Linked DNA regions of Mus musculus: all the other regions are linked to region 3. A link is a contact called in public Hi-C and Micro-C data. All regions are on one chromosome and are shown on one strand. Each heading gives the region's core, a stretch centred on a gene start, on an enhancer-like site or on the middle of the called end of the contact. The rest is flanking DNA. Distances are from core to core; before and after follow the strand shown.

Evidence for each region. Hi-C and Micro-C count contacts between places; a contact is called where the count stands out from the background.
Region 1: a contact with region 3 is called in a Hi-C map of granulocyte-monocyte progenitors, with 4 times the contacts expected there. The contact joins the enhancer-like site here to the promoter of Neto2 in region 3. A contact is called at or near these places in 7 of 39 promoter capture datasets (the 3T3-L1 cell line, the HPC-7 cell line, HPC-7-derived erythroid cells and 4 more), 1 of 15 datasets of contacts at CTCF or cohesin (the NIH/3T3 cell line), 2 of 484 Hi-C or Micro-C datasets (granulocyte-monocyte progenitors and nephron progenitors), 2 of 115 datasets of contacts at active chromatin or transcription factors (forebrain and oligodendrocyte precursor cells) and 2 of 9 other capture datasets (adipose tissue and liver).
Region 2: a Micro-C map of embryonic stem cells shows a contact between it and region 3, with 5 times the contacts expected there. The contact joins the enhancer-like site here to the promoter of Neto2 in region 3. A contact is called at or near these places in 12 of 39 promoter capture datasets (the 3T3-L1 cell line, 3T3-L1-derived adipocytes, the C10 cell line and 8 more), 1 of 15 datasets of contacts at CTCF or cohesin (the NIH/3T3 cell line), 7 of 484 Hi-C or Micro-C datasets (CD8 T cells, Th1 cells, embryonic stem cells and 2 more), 2 of 115 datasets of contacts at active chromatin or transcription factors (embryonic stem cells and forebrain) and 3 of 9 other capture datasets (adipose tissue, embryonic stem cells and pancreatic islet).

The regions. Positions count from the first base shown.
Region 1 is chr8:85,787,026-85,790,319 of GRCm38.p6, reverse strand. All of the region lies in intron 6 of Itfg1 (integrin alpha FG-GAP repeat containing 1), which reads left to right. Among named protein-coding and RNA genes, the nearest start is that of Itfg1, 52 kb to the left of the region's middle. Within about 2 kb of position 1,744, at least 5 of the 459 cell types and tissues checked have an H3K27ac peak or open chromatin away from gene starts, as enhancers often do. A contact at or near this core is called in granulocyte-monocyte progenitors, where this site is marked.
Region 2 is chr8:85,601,571-85,604,729 of GRCm38.p6, reverse strand. No RefSeq gene overlaps it. Among named protein-coding and RNA genes, the nearest start is that of Gm51583, 28 kb to the right of the region's middle. Within about 2 kb of position 1,754, at least 37 of the 459 cell types and tissues checked have an H3K27ac peak or open chromatin away from gene starts, as enhancers often do. A contact at or near this core is called in CD8 T cells, embryonic stem cells, stem cell-derived epiblast-like cells and 1 more, where this site is marked.
Region 3 is chr8:85,698,882-85,702,233 of GRCm38.p6, reverse strand. Neto2 (neuropilin (NRP) and tolloid (TLL)-like 2) reads left to right here and starts at 1,310. Exons shown (of 9, transcript NM_001357288.1): 1 at 1,310-1,593. The coding sequence starts at 1,560. Mir8109 (microRNA 8109) reads right to left here and starts at 1,329; the gene lies at 1,213-1,329.

The DNA.
Region 1 (3,294 bases), core at 495-2,994, 88 kb before region 3:
AGAGCTTGGTTACCAAGAATTTCTGCAGGGCTCTGATGTACTTTATTGAACATCTCTCCAGGTGGGATGTTCATGCGCTTCATTTGTAGCTTCTATATGATACCTTTATAAAATTTTTATTGTATTATTTGTGTGTGTGTATGTGTGTGTCCGTGTCCATGTGGATGCATGCCACAGCACACATAGAAGCTCAGAGGACAACTTGCAGGAGGTGGTTATCTCTTAAGTTCAGGGATCAGCTCAAGTCATCAGGTTTTCAGACAAGTGCATTTCCCTGCTAAGTGGACTCACCTTTTGACCTTAATCTTACATTATTTTTTGTGCACATGTCTGATCTCCTATGAACTTTGGTTGTTGGTAAGTATGGTATATTATATGTAGTTAGAGTCATTAAATATATGTTAAAACAACAAACATACTTCATTACTCAATTCTTGAGGTAATACTTACAAATTTTAGGCACATTTTTATAATAATAAGCACAATGATACCTTGTTTTAGTCTGAAATTATTTCAGGTGATTTAACCTATTCTAGCATTCATCTGTTTGTCTTCTGTCTTTGATGTCAATTGAAAACCTATTTGCGAATAAAGCTTAAAGACTTAAAAACCTCACAATAAACATTCACCTGCCAATGCTCACTAGGTGTATATGCTTATGTGAGTATCGTTCCTAATCCTCGATGGTACCTCCATCTGAAATGGTATTCGCCATCCATTTAGTCAGTTGAATAGGTGGACTGGTAGTTTGCTTCTGTGTACAGATCTCGTTCCTCTCCTGTCTTCACTGCAGGTGTCTCTTCTCACCATTCCTGAGAACTACTTACTTGAAGGAAAGTAATAGTTTATTGCTCTTGGCAAATGAGGCTTTTCCACATTGGCCCTTATCTGAAGTCTCTACTTCAGATGTGCACTAGCATAATTCCAGTGAGCCATAGACCTCTTACTCTGACATAGCTGCATTAACTCTTTTGTTATACAGAGTACATCTGCTACATACTCATCTGTAATTGTTACAGTTATTAACTGTGTCTCTTAACCATAAACAATATCAGTTTGTATATACTAATATCATATTAACCTTAGTTTCTGATTTTTTTTCTTTCCTATGAATTCAATTTACTGTCTTGTGTGACTTTTTCAATCTAATACATCTTGTCCTACTCTTCTTAGTGTTGTGATGTGCTGATATGTTAAGTTCTGTATATTATAGGATCAGTTGAATATAAAATATACAAAATTATCTCCACAGGTGTTTGTTTGAATCTGGTTCCCAGCTGCTGGGAGACTATAACATTTAAGAAATGCTTGGCCACGCAGTGGTGGCACAGCCTTTAATCCCAACACTCGGGAGGCAGAAGCACGAGGACCTCTGAATTTCAGAGCCAGCCTGGGCTACAGAGTGAGTTCCAGGACAGCCAGGGATATACAGAGAAATTTTGTCTCAGAACTCTAACCCCAAATTCTGAAAGAAAGAAAGAAAGAGAGAGAGAGAGAGAGAGAGGGAGGGAGGGAGGGAGGGAGGGAGGGAGGGAGGAAGGAAGGAAGGAAGAAAGAAAGAAAGAAAGAAAAAGAAAGAAAGAAAGAAAGAAAGAAAGAAAGAAAGAAAGAAAGAAAGAAAGAAAGAAAGAAAGAAAGAACACGTAGTACTTCTTGACTAGAGGATGTGAGTGCTAAGAAATGTATTCTGACCCCAGTTCCAGCTTGTGCCTCTCCGCCTGCCCTCTCTGCCCTCTCTGCTTCCTAGGTATTACCTCATAAACAAGCACTCACCACAGTCTCCCACCATTAGGGTCAGATCTGCTCTCACCATGCCATATTTTCTCAACTATAAGCCAAAAGAAGTCTTCTTATTTGAATTGCTGGTGTTAGGTATTACGTCACAGCCACTAGGAAAGTAACTGATGCAGTTCTAAATAGAATGTTTTACACAACTATATCTTTTGGAAAGGACAAGGGATGTGTCTTTGCATTTGGAACCAGGGTCACAGTGGTAGGGCAAATACGCCTAGCTTGTAAGAGGCTCTAGGTTTGATCCACCAAAAAGAAAGAAAAACCCCTACTTTCTCTCTCTCTCTCTCTCTCTCTCTCTCTCTCTCTCTCTCTCTCTCTCTCTCCTTCCCGCCCCCGCCGTGTGTGTGTGTGTGTGTGTGTGTGTGTGTTCATTTTTAACAGTGGTTATCCTCAGGAAGGTTCCTTGGTAGTCAGTAAAGCCGTTATTCTGACACAGGAACTTGGCCAACAGCCTTGTAACCAGTCTTCTGGTCTTCTGCTTTTTTGGTGGGGAGTCTGATATTCCATCTTTTTAATATCTTTATAATTTCATCTCACTGTGGCTTATGTGTTGGGAAGTAGAAACACAGTATGGCTCATGAATGGAGGTGAGAGGACAATTTTCCTAAGTCTGTCCTTTCCTTCTACCATGTGGGCCCAGGTATCAAACTCAAATCATCATCAGGCTTGGCAGCAAGTGCCTTCATGTACTGAGCCATCTCACCTACCCACCTTTTAATTATAACAGTATTTCTCCTGATCTTCTTAAGACTTTTCTTACTTTCTTTACTTTTTGATGTTTCTGCTGCAATCTGTCTTGACATGGACATATTTGTGTTTATTCTGTTTAGATTACTGAGCTTCTGAGATGCTGATTCCCATCAAATTTCAGAATCTGTCAGCAATCACTTCTTGAATTACATGGTTTTCTTTTTCTTCTTTCCCTTCACACCTGTGGACACTAATGTGCTTATTTCTGTACTTTTTGTCGTGTCGCTTTACTCTAAGGCTCTGTTGATTCCCTTCATGAATTCTGTTGCTGGTATGACCGTTGCTGGTATTTCTGCCTGTTCGTTTGGCTCCTGATACAGCTTAGCATAGTTTACAGATGTGCTTTGCTTTGACTGTGAGTACATTTGTAACAGCTCCTTGAAGGATTTGTCTGTTTCCTTGGTTATCTAGTCACATTTGCAGTCTCTTGCAGCACAGTTTTTATTTCCTACATATGGATACATGTTTCTCTTTTTTTGTGTCTCACAACTTCCTTTTTGTAAGTTAGATGTTTTAATCATTGTGACCATCCTGCAAAAGAATCATTGACACATGTCTCTCAAACTTTGGTCCAGAAGTTGAAAGTAATGATACTACAACTATTATCGGGGCCTGAAGCCATTCATTACTCGGCAAAGACACTCTCTGGTTGGCACGATGGATCTGACTCTCTGATCTGGAAAGTTTGAAAGATCGTGGAGATGAAGCTGCCATGGAGGGCTTGTATTTATTTTGGAGGTAGGGCCTAGG
Region 2 (3,159 bases), core at 505-3,004, 98 kb after region 3:
TTCTCCAATGATGTGACCTTAACAAGGTCACCAGACTCCCTGAGTACCTGCCTCATGCTATGAGAATTAAGTAATAACCTGTATAGAGGACTTGACAGAGACCCCTGATACACAGAAGACACAAAATAATTAAAGCCATGCTTATTATCTCCTCAAAAGATGGATGAACTGGGCTGGTAGTTAGCTCTGTGGTAGACCACTAGCCTAGCAGCAGCCCAAGGTTTAATAACCAGACCACAAAGCCATACAAAACGCCCTTTATAGCCTTGGGGTCAGAGTGTGCTGGGCCTTCTCATCCCACTGAGGGACACCGTACCTGCTCCTGGTTTTCAGTTTGTTCATTCAGTAAACAAGACTGTTCCATTTGGGAAGAGGCAGTGCTAACCCCTCATTACGAAATCACTGTGGCGGCCTTGGTACCACTGAACCTTGCTTCCTATCTCCAAAACTGAGGAAAAAAAAATATTTCTGCCACTTTAGAAATGTAGAAGTCAAAATAGAAAACTGCCATTAAACTGCTTTGCAACTGTGGTGCCATGCCAAAGCAAGAAGGGCGGTGGCCATGATGGAATAGTGCCTCCCAGGACAGCAGAAACTGAGGGTCCACAGATGTGTGTTGAATTAGGAATGAATCACCTCATCTGAAGAAATGTTTAAAAAGCCTAGATTTCCTAGTGTGTTTGACAAGAGGAGAGGGAGAGGTCAGAGCCCTCCAGAGAATGTGTTCCTGTCTTCCCTGCTCTCTCCCTTTCTGCAGTCTTCCCACTCTTTGACTGAACCCCTAAATTTTTAAGAGGAGCATGGGTGTCAGTCATGCTGATTAAGCCCCCTATTGACAGAGGCCACTGAAGAGATGAAGTGGACTTCAGAGATGTGAAAATGGGGCTCAAATGTGATTGTGGTATCTCTCCACGGTCTCACAGGACACCGTGGAGTCTGTACTGCCTGCCCTACATCATTTTCTCATCCTGCTCTCTTGCCATCTACCAGGACTCTGACCTCTCCATCTGCCTCCCCGTCACAGTTAGAAATCAGTGTCCCAAACATGTGAGGGGAAGTGCCTCTGAGAGCTCCTGTCCTAGGACACACACTTCCTTTTCAGACACCTGTGTAACCTGTGACCTAGACACTGACCCCTCCTCCCTCCCGCTCCTCCCTACAGGACATCGGAACAGGGGGCCTAGCAGTAAATACTGGGAAACATTTCTGACCCCCAAAGGCAGAGTGTTTTGTGAAGATCCATCCAGTGAGTTTGTCTTCATCTCGATTCCAATGGACCACCCATCTCTCCAGAGCAAAGCTCCAGTGGTGGATCATTTCACAGGCCAGCCTGCCCTCTGCTGACCAGAGTTGGAAACTATGGTTAATTCGTCTGAGAAAGGGCTCATCTAAAACTGTTCACCCCTTGCAGCTGAGGGACACAACTCACCTCAGTCTTTTCTACCTTTGCTCTCCTTGGCTATAGGAGCACCCTTGTATAAAGTTCCCACCAAGAACACGATTTCTAGAACCTTCCCCCTCAGCTTCCATCAATCAGGGTGGTTGACAGTATAATGTAACCATGATTTGCTGAAGAGTGACACCCTGACTCAAATAGTATGTAAATGCAGAGTGTTTTATTCTGCAGAAGTCCAGCATGCTGGGGTCTCCCATTACCAAGATAGACAGACAACTGCGCTTCCAGGCCTGATTTAAAGCACATCAGAGGAATTCCAGGGTAGGTGAGCTTTATCTTACTCTATTTCTAGGCATTCCACAACCATTACCGGTGCGTGGGGGCTGGAGCCTGGGGTTTTTCCTATTAACTGACTTGCCTGGGCTTGCCTGGGCTTGCCCAGTTCTTGGAAACAGAGTTTTAGGCCTAGTTTCCTTAACTGCCAATTTGAAGCCTGTCGTGGAATCAGCCTATCTCTTCCCTTTCATTACCACCACCACCTTTCAGTTTGAGGCCATCCTTGAGATGTTTCTATGGACTGGTACTGTTGTTTGAGAATAAATCTGTTCCTTAACAAACCTAACTAAAGCATTGATTATGCAGGGACCACAAGTCAAAGCTAACATCAGTTGAATCTGTCTTGTAGTCTCCTTCTGACTAAGGCCATGGATTCTTTGACCACACCTGAGTGGTCAACATAGAAACAACATTCCTCATCTAAGGCTGCACAGAGTCCTCCCTGCTGGAGGAACAGCAAGTCTGGGCCTCTTCTGTTCTGTAGGACTACTGTTGCCAGGGAGGATAGGGAATCCTGCAGGGCCACGATGGACTTTTCCATCTCCTGTATATTTCCCCATCCATAGGGCCTTGCAGGGCTGAGGCCCCTACACTAGCAGCTCCAACTAGCCCTATGCCAAGAAGAGAACCTAGAAACACAGCAGAAGTAGTCACCCTTTTAACTCGATTGTTTGGAGGTGCTAGCTGGTTGAAGACATCCTCCCTAGAATAAGAGGTCACTCTGGCTACAAGCTGTATTAGAACATAAAAATCCTCAGACATATTTACAACCAGGTCATAAATGCATGGAGTAGGCCCCCGAGGTAGAAGCTCACCAAGCATTCTCCAGAGGCAGCCTGTGTCCTGCAGCAGTAGGGGTTACAGTGTGGTTGCAGAGGTGGGAATAGGCTGGGGCTACCTTGCTTCCAACACAGCGTCCCTGTCTGATAACCAACAGTCCAGGGTGAGAGTAGTTGAGAACCAGCAGTCCAGTCTTGACAGCCACTGTGAACTTGATGACAAGGTTGTTACTCCGCCCCCTAGGGTTACGTGGGGCTATTGGCTGGTGCAGCAAAGCATAAGCAGCAAGCAAACAGGGTCATGAGTGCCAGAGTCGATCAGGATCAGTCAGCGGATCGACACAGTGTAGGGTGACCTCCCATCATTCTTGTGGCTGTTCACCTGGCATTGCCCTTCACTGGGATCTCAACTGCTGGATCATCTCTCCCCTGGCAGGCTTAACGTGGGAGTGGTACATCACATCCTGATCACGTCCACCTTAACAGCCAGAGGCATGGTCAGGATCACAATGTGAGGTCCTTTCCAGCAATGTTCCAGAGTCTTGTGGTTATGTCTCTTAATCCAGACTCTTCACCTGGTTCTAATCAGTGGCAGTCAAGGGAGGAACAGACTCATAAACCTGGCAGATGGCAGGCCAGAGTTGCTTC
Region 3 (3,352 bases), core at 61-2,560:
CTGACACTTGACAATCATGACTACACCCCTCCTCTTCACTTGCCATCCAAACATTTTCCATCTTCTTTCTCCCCTTTTTCATGGAGCGTTCTCTGATGACATCATACAGGCTGTTTTTTGTTTTTTGGGTTTTTTTTCTTTTCCTCCATCAACAACTATGCATTGTTGATCCAGAAACTCAAAGGGCTTCCCAGTTTCTTTATCCACTCTTGCCCAGGACTTAAACTGAATTATTAACTGCTGTCCCCATTTATCATTATTTTATTTGTGGAAAAGGTTCTAAAATGCCTTATTCACTGGTTCCTGGGTGCAATTTTAATTTAACTGCAGGTGATCACCTTATAAGCCCCAAATCACACATCTTTCATAACCACTGAAGCACACAGCAAAGGGCTAAACAACTTTATGCTAATAGGTGTTAATTGGTTTTATTTATAAACTTGTTAATTGCTTATACTTCTGTGACTTTCTTAGAGCGATCCAAGAAAAGAAAGAATGTGACACCCTTGGAATATTTTGTTCAGTTGCTGGACGTTCTAATTAGCCATAATTTGCTAGATAAACATTTATATATCAGATCAATTACGGTAGGGACTTAATATTGGTAGGCCCCCCAATACCAGTCATTGTTATATGCACATAACTCAAACCAATAAATGACTGTAGCCCGCCTGCATTCAAGTCATTTCTATTTCAGTAGGATGAAGCAGCTCTGCCAGCAAGACAATTTCAATGCACAAGAGCTGGAGGAAGACGAGATCATGCACAAACTATCCAAGGCACATATAATTCCTTTCCGGTGGCGCTCAGCGGTCCGTCTGTACGGCTGTGGTTAGGGGTGGCCTTGGGGAGACCCAGTCTGCATTCAGTCGCGCCTGTCTCTGCAGCTAGAACAAAGTTTCACTTTTCTGGCTGGCGTGGAGCTTTCAGCCCACTGTGGCGAGGACTGGGAGTGAGGATTCCTCAAGCAGCGCTGTGCCTGGCAACTGTTGGAGAAGGTTCAGTAGGTGCAACAACCCTTACTGCTGGCCGGGGGAACTCACCCGGGCACCTCCAGGGCCCCCGCGGGGGTCTCCCTTCCACCGAGATCAGCAAGGCTGAGCAGACGTTTTCAAGCACCTGAGCTTGAGGTCCTCCGAGAGGGGATGGAAAAATCGGACCTGGGGAGCTCAAGGCTTCGAGAAGACACCGGCAGGGAGGGGTGGGCCGCGCGCGAGGCCCGGGAAGCGAGTGGCGGGCGGGGCACGCGGGAGGGCGGGGCTGCGCGTGCGCAGTGGCCCCGCGGCCGGCACGCGGCGCTGCGCTCGCTGCTTAAATGAGCCGGGGCTCCCGGCGCGCGCCACTTCAAGGGAGCCCGCCGCGGGAGCGTCCGCCGCTGGCTTTCCTCAGCCCGCCGAGAGGCGGCGGCCGTCGGGGACCCGGCACGGCGGGCCGAGGCGCTGCGCCCGCTGCTAGGAAGCGGCGGCGGCCGGCGATGGGGACGGAGCGAAGCTACCCCGCCGGGCCGTGACCACCGCGCCGCCGCCTCGGGCGCTCTCGGAGCGCCGACGCTGAGGAACATGGCCCTGGAGCAGCTCTGCGCGGTCCTCAAAGGTAAGCGCGGGTGCGGGCAGCGCCCCCTTGCGGGCCAGGCCGCGCTCCGCTCCGCTCCGCCGCCGCCTTCGCGCCCTTTGTCTGGGCCAGGCCGCCCGCCGCCGCTGCGAGCTCGCTCCGGGGGACGCCGGCGACTCCGCGCCTTGCAAAGTGTGCGAAGCGAAGGCCGGTGGCCCCAGGTTGCCACCGCAGAAAGTGGTAGCACACAAACCACGAAAGCCCCAACTCCGACGCGCCGCAGCGGTTTCGGAGAAGCCCCCAATGTCCGCGCCTCCCGCGGGTCCCACCTGCTGCGGCCGGGAGGCTGCGGCACCACTGCGGGCTCGGGGCTGCGCGGCGGCCCTGCATGCCCCCCGCGCCCCGCGCCCCGCGCTGCCTTCCCGGGATCGCCGAGTCCCGCTGCCTCATGAGTCCTGTGCGGAGGATGCACGGGTCGGCAGCGGCCGGCGAGCTGACAGCATCGAGCTCCTAAAGCCACTGAGAGGCTGCCTCTCCGCGGAGGTGCTGTTTCAGATAAATATTTCTAGATGGTTTACATTGAGAGGCAAAGTTTATTCCAGAACTCGTCCTGGATTGATCCTTTCATAAATCTCAAGAAAAAGCACCGCCTTTCAGCAAATGACTTCCTTTTCCCCAAATGATTTAATTGCAAATGAATAATATCTGAATGGGTTTTTTTTTTTAAATCCTCTTATATTAAGAGAGAAAGTATGACAGTGTTAAAATACTGGCGCTTACATTTTTAGCACTGAATCCTGATATTTGCACAATTACACATTTTGGTGTTTTCCTGGTACGTGTTAACACCTTATTTTCAAATTTGTTTTGTTAGAAAGTTCAGTGGAACTTTTTGTTGTTCTTGAACTAACAACGTTTTAGACAAACTTCATAATTGGACAAATATTCATAAATTACTAATTGACGTTACAGCCATTTAATTTAAATATTTACCTACCTAACTATATGCATATCAATACTTTTATGTTCAGACTGTGCCAAGATAACCACTAACCTTCTAGCCAGTGAATATTTATTTCAGTTAATCCATAAATTCTTAATAATTTTATTATATAAAAACAAATAAAAAATTCTGTAGCTGCTTTAACTCCTGATTATGTAGTTATTTCCTTGGAAATTAACATTTTGTTTCACTCTTTAATAATAAATGAACCACATGCACAAATGGATTTCTGCTGCTTTAGAGGAATTCTCTTCATTCTAATTGTGAACCCACCATAGTAGGGTTGCCAGCATCATAATGACACGACTATATGAGAGTAGCCTCCCGCAACACTCAGTTGGATCTGTTACACAGCTTTACCTGCAGAACTCAAGGAAACTGAATTGGATAGGGCAATCTCCAGAGGTACTCAAGGAATTGCAGCTCCGCTGCCTGTGCCTTTTCAGTGGGTACACACTGCCCTCTCTGGCCAGTGTGGATTATTGCGCCTATCCAGAAACTCCGTGCTGATGACTGAGCTCCAGTGAAAACAGTGTAGTATCTGGCTTTTATTTTATTTTTTCAAATATTATTCAACCTGAACTATTTTTACATGCTGAAGTATTTTTACAGCTCGAGAAAAATTGTGATGTGGGCTTGCTAAGAAGAGAGCAATCTATTTTTAATTCTATACTGTGCTTTGTAAGCATTAGAATTTGGTCAAGAAAGACTAAAAGAAAAACATTTTGAACCTGAGAAGGCGATCTGGAGGCTGAAAGAAAAAGGGATAGCCTGGATTTTACTGCACATATTAAATCA